2 separate regions of the Gossypium arboreum genome follow, and region 1 is linked to region 2. Evidence: chromatin contacts called from public Hi-C data. All regions are on one chromosome and are shown on one strand. Each heading gives the region's core, a stretch centred on a gene start, on an enhancer-like site or on the middle of the called end of the contact. The rest is flanking DNA. Distances are from core to core; before and after follow the strand shown.

Evidence for each region. A called contact is a pair of places that touch in the nucleus more often than the background predicts.
Region 1: a contact with region 2 is called in a Hi-C map of leaf, with 2.3 times the contacts expected there. The contact joins the promoter of LOC108473994 here to the promoter of LOC108465847 in region 2. A contact is called at or near these places in 2 of 5 Hi-C or Micro-C datasets (both in leaf).

What each region holds. Positions count from the first base shown.
Region 1 is chr11:37,014,363-37,017,273 of ASM2569848v2, forward strand. It overlaps LOC108473994 (beta-1,4-xylosyltransferase IRX14-like), which reads left to right and starts at 1,481. Exons shown (of 3, transcript XM_017775840.2): 1 at 1,481-2,593; 2 at 2,714-2,911. The coding sequence starts at 1,854.
Region 2 is chr11:36,779,463-36,782,498 of ASM2569848v2, forward strand. It overlaps LOC108465847 (probable WRKY transcription factor 15), which reads right to left and starts at 1,765. Exons shown (of 3, transcript XM_017766231.2): 1 at 754-1,765; 2 at 549-674; 3 at 158-472. The coding sequence starts at 1,613. The coding sequence ends at 313.

The DNA of each region.
Region 1 (2,911 bases), core at 231-2,730, 230 kb after region 2:
CTCCTCTCCTTCCAACACCATAAAACCTTCTTCTCTTCTGTTCTCCCTAAACTCTTTCATTTTACTTTTACACAACACTAGTGCCATGGCTGAGGGGACCAACATGATTTTTATAAAGGGTAAAAAATGGGTATAAATTTACCCGTGAACGCATGAAAATTTGGCTTGAGAAGGGAGAAAGCAACAAAAGGGTGCAAGAGAGTGCAGGCCGTAAAAAAAAAAATCACCCTGTGACTGTCTGGTTGTGTCTGCTGTAGTGGTGCCACCTGCCAGCTTTCCTTCATTCGATGCCGCTTGACACCTCTCTTCCAACCCAATGGTGCCTCTTGACATCTCTCCTCCAACTATTAAAAACTATTTTTTTTCAAAACTCGTATGTTACTCGTATTTTACTCGGTATAAGTGTGATACTGGTGCCGTCATGTAGGGCGGTGTGACAATAAAGTATTAATTTTTTTTCATCCCTATTATGGTTTAATGATAGCCTAATGATGGTGGGCAAAAAATGGGTGGTGTCGCCTTCTTGTTAAGCACCACCCTTAGTTACTGTTCAAAACGCCTCATTTTGGTAAATAATGATATGACCATACTATTTAAGTTATTAATTTAATTTTTTGGATTATTGAGTAAAAAAAAATCCCATATTCAAAGAATAAAAGAACTACAGGATGATTGAAAATTATTTTGATTGATAATGAGATAATACAATATTATGATATTAATTTTAAATTTTGGAAGTTATTTATGTTTTGTGTAAGGATCACTCTTAGAATTGTTTTTCCTATACATCCATTATTTCTTTAGTTTGTGTAGGTTTATTTTGAAAATGAAGTAAAATTTTAACAATTACATTTTAATCAATATTACTGAATGTGTTTATTATTTAAGTGTAAGTATGTTTTATATATATCATGAACTATTATTATAATTGTTGCATGATGTTTTATCTAATTTTATTTAAACTAATATTATAATTATTTTCTTATATAATTCCAACTTATTATATTCTTCAAAATGAAAAGAAACATGATTTAAAACAGGCATTACATGTAATATTAGAAAGGAATTTGTTTGATTAAGATTGGGAGTGTGGTTGTTAAGGTTTCATTTCCAATGCTTTTATTCAGTGTATAGACAGAACAAAAAAGTTAATTTGAAGTGTGTGTTTGTAAGAGGAAAGTAAATAGAATGGATAATGATTTGGAATCATCTTAATTTGGATTTATAAGAGAAGAGAAAAATACTATTTTCATGTTTCCTATAAAATAAAGTAATAAAACTTCAAAATTTGAAGCGAGCAGTTGACGGGGGTCCTAATCATCACAACCAACTAACCACCCACCCGCCCACCCAACCCATTCTCTCCTTCCTACTCTACCCTTTATCAAACCCTATTCTCTCTGCTTTAAAATTAAATAATCACACCTTTTTTTTAAAAAATTTATACTTTTGAAATTAAAATTAATTAATTCATTTTCCTAAACTAATTATTGATTCAGAAAATTTAGGAAAAGAAATTTATTTCTTCCCAAATTAAAACCCTCCATTTGGTTTATTTTCTTTTATAAGCGTGTCTAAATTCCCCTAAACCACGCGCTTATGTCCCAAACAAAAAAGAATTTAGAGGAAGATGGGCATGCCACAAACCCAAGAGCAGCAATCTGACAGTAACCCTGAATCAATTCAACCGTAATTCCAAAGTAATCGATTTCGTAACCCCACCTTCCCCCACCCAATCGACCTACCCAAATATTTGAAAACATAATCATAATTCGTGTTATATTTCCATTGTTTTCTTCTTCGTCCTCTTCTCTCTGTTGCAGGAGCTTCAGAGAGGACAGATTTCGAAGAGGATGAAGCTTTCTGCGTTGCACCAGAGCTACATCAACCGTCGAACCAACAGCTTCAGATCATCTGGGCCGTTGGATTCGTCTTCCGACAGTGCCATTAAATCCCCTGCCGCCATTTTCTGGCTTGTCTTCCATGCTCTTTGTTGTTTAATCAGCTTGCTCCTCGGCTACCGCTTTTCTCGCTTGGTCTTCTTCTTTTTGTTCTCCACTTCTTCTACTAACTTCTATACGTCGCCGTTCCGATCCACTGCCGAGCTCGTCAAAACCCTCGATGTCAACTCCGTTCTCTCCAACAACTCCGTCGCCAACCTTGACTTGCCTTTGCTTAACAAGACGGTCACCAATTCGAGGGTCGTCGTGGGGCGCCACGGGATCCGGATCAGGCCGTGGCCGCATCCGGACCCGGTTGAGGTCATGAAGGCGCACCGGATCATAGAAATAGTTCAAAAGGAGCAGAGGTCACAATTCGGCATCAAGAATCCCAGGACGGTTATCGTGGTCACTCCGACGTATGTACGCACTTTCCAAGCGCTGCATTTGACCGGTGTGATGCACTCTCTAATGCTGGTTCCCTACGATCTGGTTTGGATCGTGGTGGAAGCTGGTGGCGTCAGCAACGAAACGGCGTCGCTTATTGCGAAATCGGGTTTGAAAACTATCCACGTCGGATTCAATCAACGGATGCCGAATTCCTGGGAAGAACGACATAAATTAGAGTCCAAGATGCGTCTTCGTGCTCTAAGGTACTTGTTTGTTTAATTTTAAATTTTATTCAATTGTGAAAATCATTAAAATCCATACGTTTTGGGATTAGGTTGTTAGAACTATAGATTTAATTAAGTTTTCGTGATACTTTGGGACAGAATTATTAGAGAGAAGAAATTGGATGGAATTGTTATGTTTGCCGATGATAGCAATATGCATAGTATGGAACTTTTTGATGAGATCCAAAATGTGAAATGGTTCGGGGCTGTTTCAGTTGGAATACTTACTCATTCGGTTAATACTGATGAGATGGCGGATCGGAAAAAGGATGAAGAGGAGAATCCTAGAATGCCTGT
Region 2 (3,036 bases), core at 515-3,014:
AAGTAGTCAGTCGGCATCTAGAAACAAGATTAAAGAAAGCAAACGAATTATATAAAAATAAACCAAGGATTTAATGATTCATGGCTTGGCAATCTTGGATCCCAATTTCCATTCTTTTAAAAAAAATAAAATCTAATACCAAATCCACCATCTTCCCTTTTAATTAAACAAAGCTTCTGCATATAGATATATTTTACAGAGGAAATATCTCCTTCGAGATTGATTTTCTTTTTAACTTGAGAACACATTTAAAACTGTTCCATCCTACACATAATGTAAGAGAAAATGAAAATTGAAACTTGAGGGGGATTTTTACGAAGATTCCAGGATGAGATTAGTGGTCTCAGCAACAGATAGGGAATGGTTGTGCTCGCCTTCATAGGTAACTACTAGCATCGATGGATCATCTAAGGCTCTTTCAACATGTTTACGGGCTGGACATCCTCTTACACTGCTGCACTTATAGTAACCCCTGTTGTATGTTGGAATTTCTAGTCAGAAAAACAATGTGTGGAAATTTGTGCAAAACCTTTTTCTAATCCACATACCTTGGGTGTGGGGATCCCTTGATCGGTTTTTGACCGTACTTTCTCCATGAGTAATCATCTGGCGGAATATCGGCCATCTTCAGGCTTATTGCTGGAACCCTCACCACCCTTTTCGATCTCAGTTTTCTGTCAAAAAACCAAAAATTTTAAATACACAACATGATAAGAAAGTTAAAAAAGAAATCGATTGGTTGAGTAATAGTACCTTTTCTTAGAGCAATGGCAGCGACCGGAAGACCCACTAGTACACTTGCCAGAACCCAAGTTGTCGGAGCTACACTTCCTCTTGAAAGAAGAAGAAGACGACAAAGGAGGCTTCCCAGCCGAGGAAACCTGAGAAAAATTAGTAATTTGAAACGCAGATGACGATGAACATGGCTGCTTACTATCAGTATCTCCCGTTAAGGATGACAAAAACGAATTCCCAGCAGAAGAATACGAAAAATTAATGGTTTTCGACGAATCAATCCGTTCTAAACCCCCTGTTTTCACCGTCATAAAATCATGATGATGATGAGGAGGAGGAGGAGGAGGAGGAAGAGGATAAGCAGTAGTCACTGGTGGCGGAATCTGCTGGATCGGTGTTGCGTAATAAACCTTGGTTTCTTGCTCTTGATCGGGTTGAACAGGGGCTCGTCTGAAACGAGCATGTCCGGTCCTGGTTCGACCCAGAAGAGAGATAACTCTCTTGAACCTTGAAACGGCGGCATCAGCCTCAGCTTTGCAGTCCATTTCCAAATCCAGGGAATTAGATGTTGTTGAGATAGAGGAAGCTTGGTATTTCTCTTGATTATTACTGTTAGTTTGCTGCTGCTGTTGAGTTTGAGAAAGTAATCTGATGAGTTTCTCAACACTTTCGAGCCCGGAAGCGGCTTCTTTGACGGCGTTTTCTTCCATTTTGGCTGCGCAGCTGTCACCGTTCCTGCAACTCATCATGAGTTCAACGGCCATGTCTGCAACAACACCATTCAAGGGAGGAAAAAGGAAGAGAGGAAAAAAAAAAGTGAAAAGAAAACGTAGAGAGGGTTGTTGATAAAGGGAGCACTGGACTAATTTGGTCAACATGGTGCCATCGGCTATGGAACCCTATTGCTCAATTAGGTCACTGACTTGTTACTTTAACATTTGCCCTCTTATATGGGTACTGATAACATCCAACTCCAACCATATAATTCCTTTTTTCATGAACATCCAACCATTTGATTATTTTATAACTTAATATGCATCACATTTCACTTCTTTATTAATTAAATAAAACAATCAATGAGATTTTAACTTTATTTATCATTATTATTAGATTATTAAATTATTATATTCTAACTTTTACTATGTGTAAGTTGGATTAATATGAATATTATTATTAATATAGAAATAAATAAATTTAAGTACGCTAAAACAAATTTTTTTTATTTAATGATTTTTAAGGCATATCTTTTGCTGTTAAATTAATAACTTATCTACGTAGATATTAAATTATTAAACATTAATATTACGTGGGAAAATTTTTTTAGTTTTTCTTTAAATTAAATTACTTATACTGTTAATGCATTCTTCTTCTTCTTCTTCTTCTTATAATTTTGTTTACTTCATCTATTCTTTAACAAAATTAGAGATTCTACTTTAGCATTAGATAGGTATAATAATAGGGTTACAAGTAATTTACTTTAGTGGGTAAAGTTTAACCTAAACAAAATTGACGGTTTCTTCTCAAAAGTAAATTAGACGGTTTCATATTATTTATTTTATCAAAATAAATTATATATTTATGTTAAAAAATTATTAAATTATTAATAAGTTTATATTTTTATCCTTTAAGTTTATATTTTTGTCCTTTAATTTCAAAATAATTATTGAATTATTTAAAAGTTTTTTATTTAAGTTACTATCTTTGTTAATTTTTTAAAAGTCGGTTTAACAAACTCCAAACGACGATTCAACGATTGGTAAGATAGATCATTAATATACATCAGATTTAAGTTAACCTAACAATTAGTTTCAAATAACATATAATGAAGTTTGAATTATGGTTTACGCTTTATAATTTTAAAGTTGTTTTATAAAATAATTAAACTATAGGAGAGAAGAAAAATGAGAATTTTCAATTAGTATAAACAGTTTAAATAAAAATATTATTTTAATAATCTAATAACTTAAATAAATCAATAATTATTTTTAGCGAATAATTTAATAAATTTTGCTCAAGTTTACTATTTTTTGTCTTCAAAATTTCTAACTAGATTTTGGTTAACTGACTTAAATGGCTATTCTAGACCTGATCTGTGGGGTCCATGCAGATCAAATTGGTCTAAGGAAGCTTGGGACACGCGGATGATGCGGTCAAAACTATGTCTTAACCAGTCTGGTCCAAATCCACTATTAATTAAGTTTTATTAGTATATTATATGCAATTATTCATGTATGTTACTAATATTTTCTATTAAAATTAATTAAATAATCGGCTAGTAGTGTGGCATAGTGTTAATTAAGT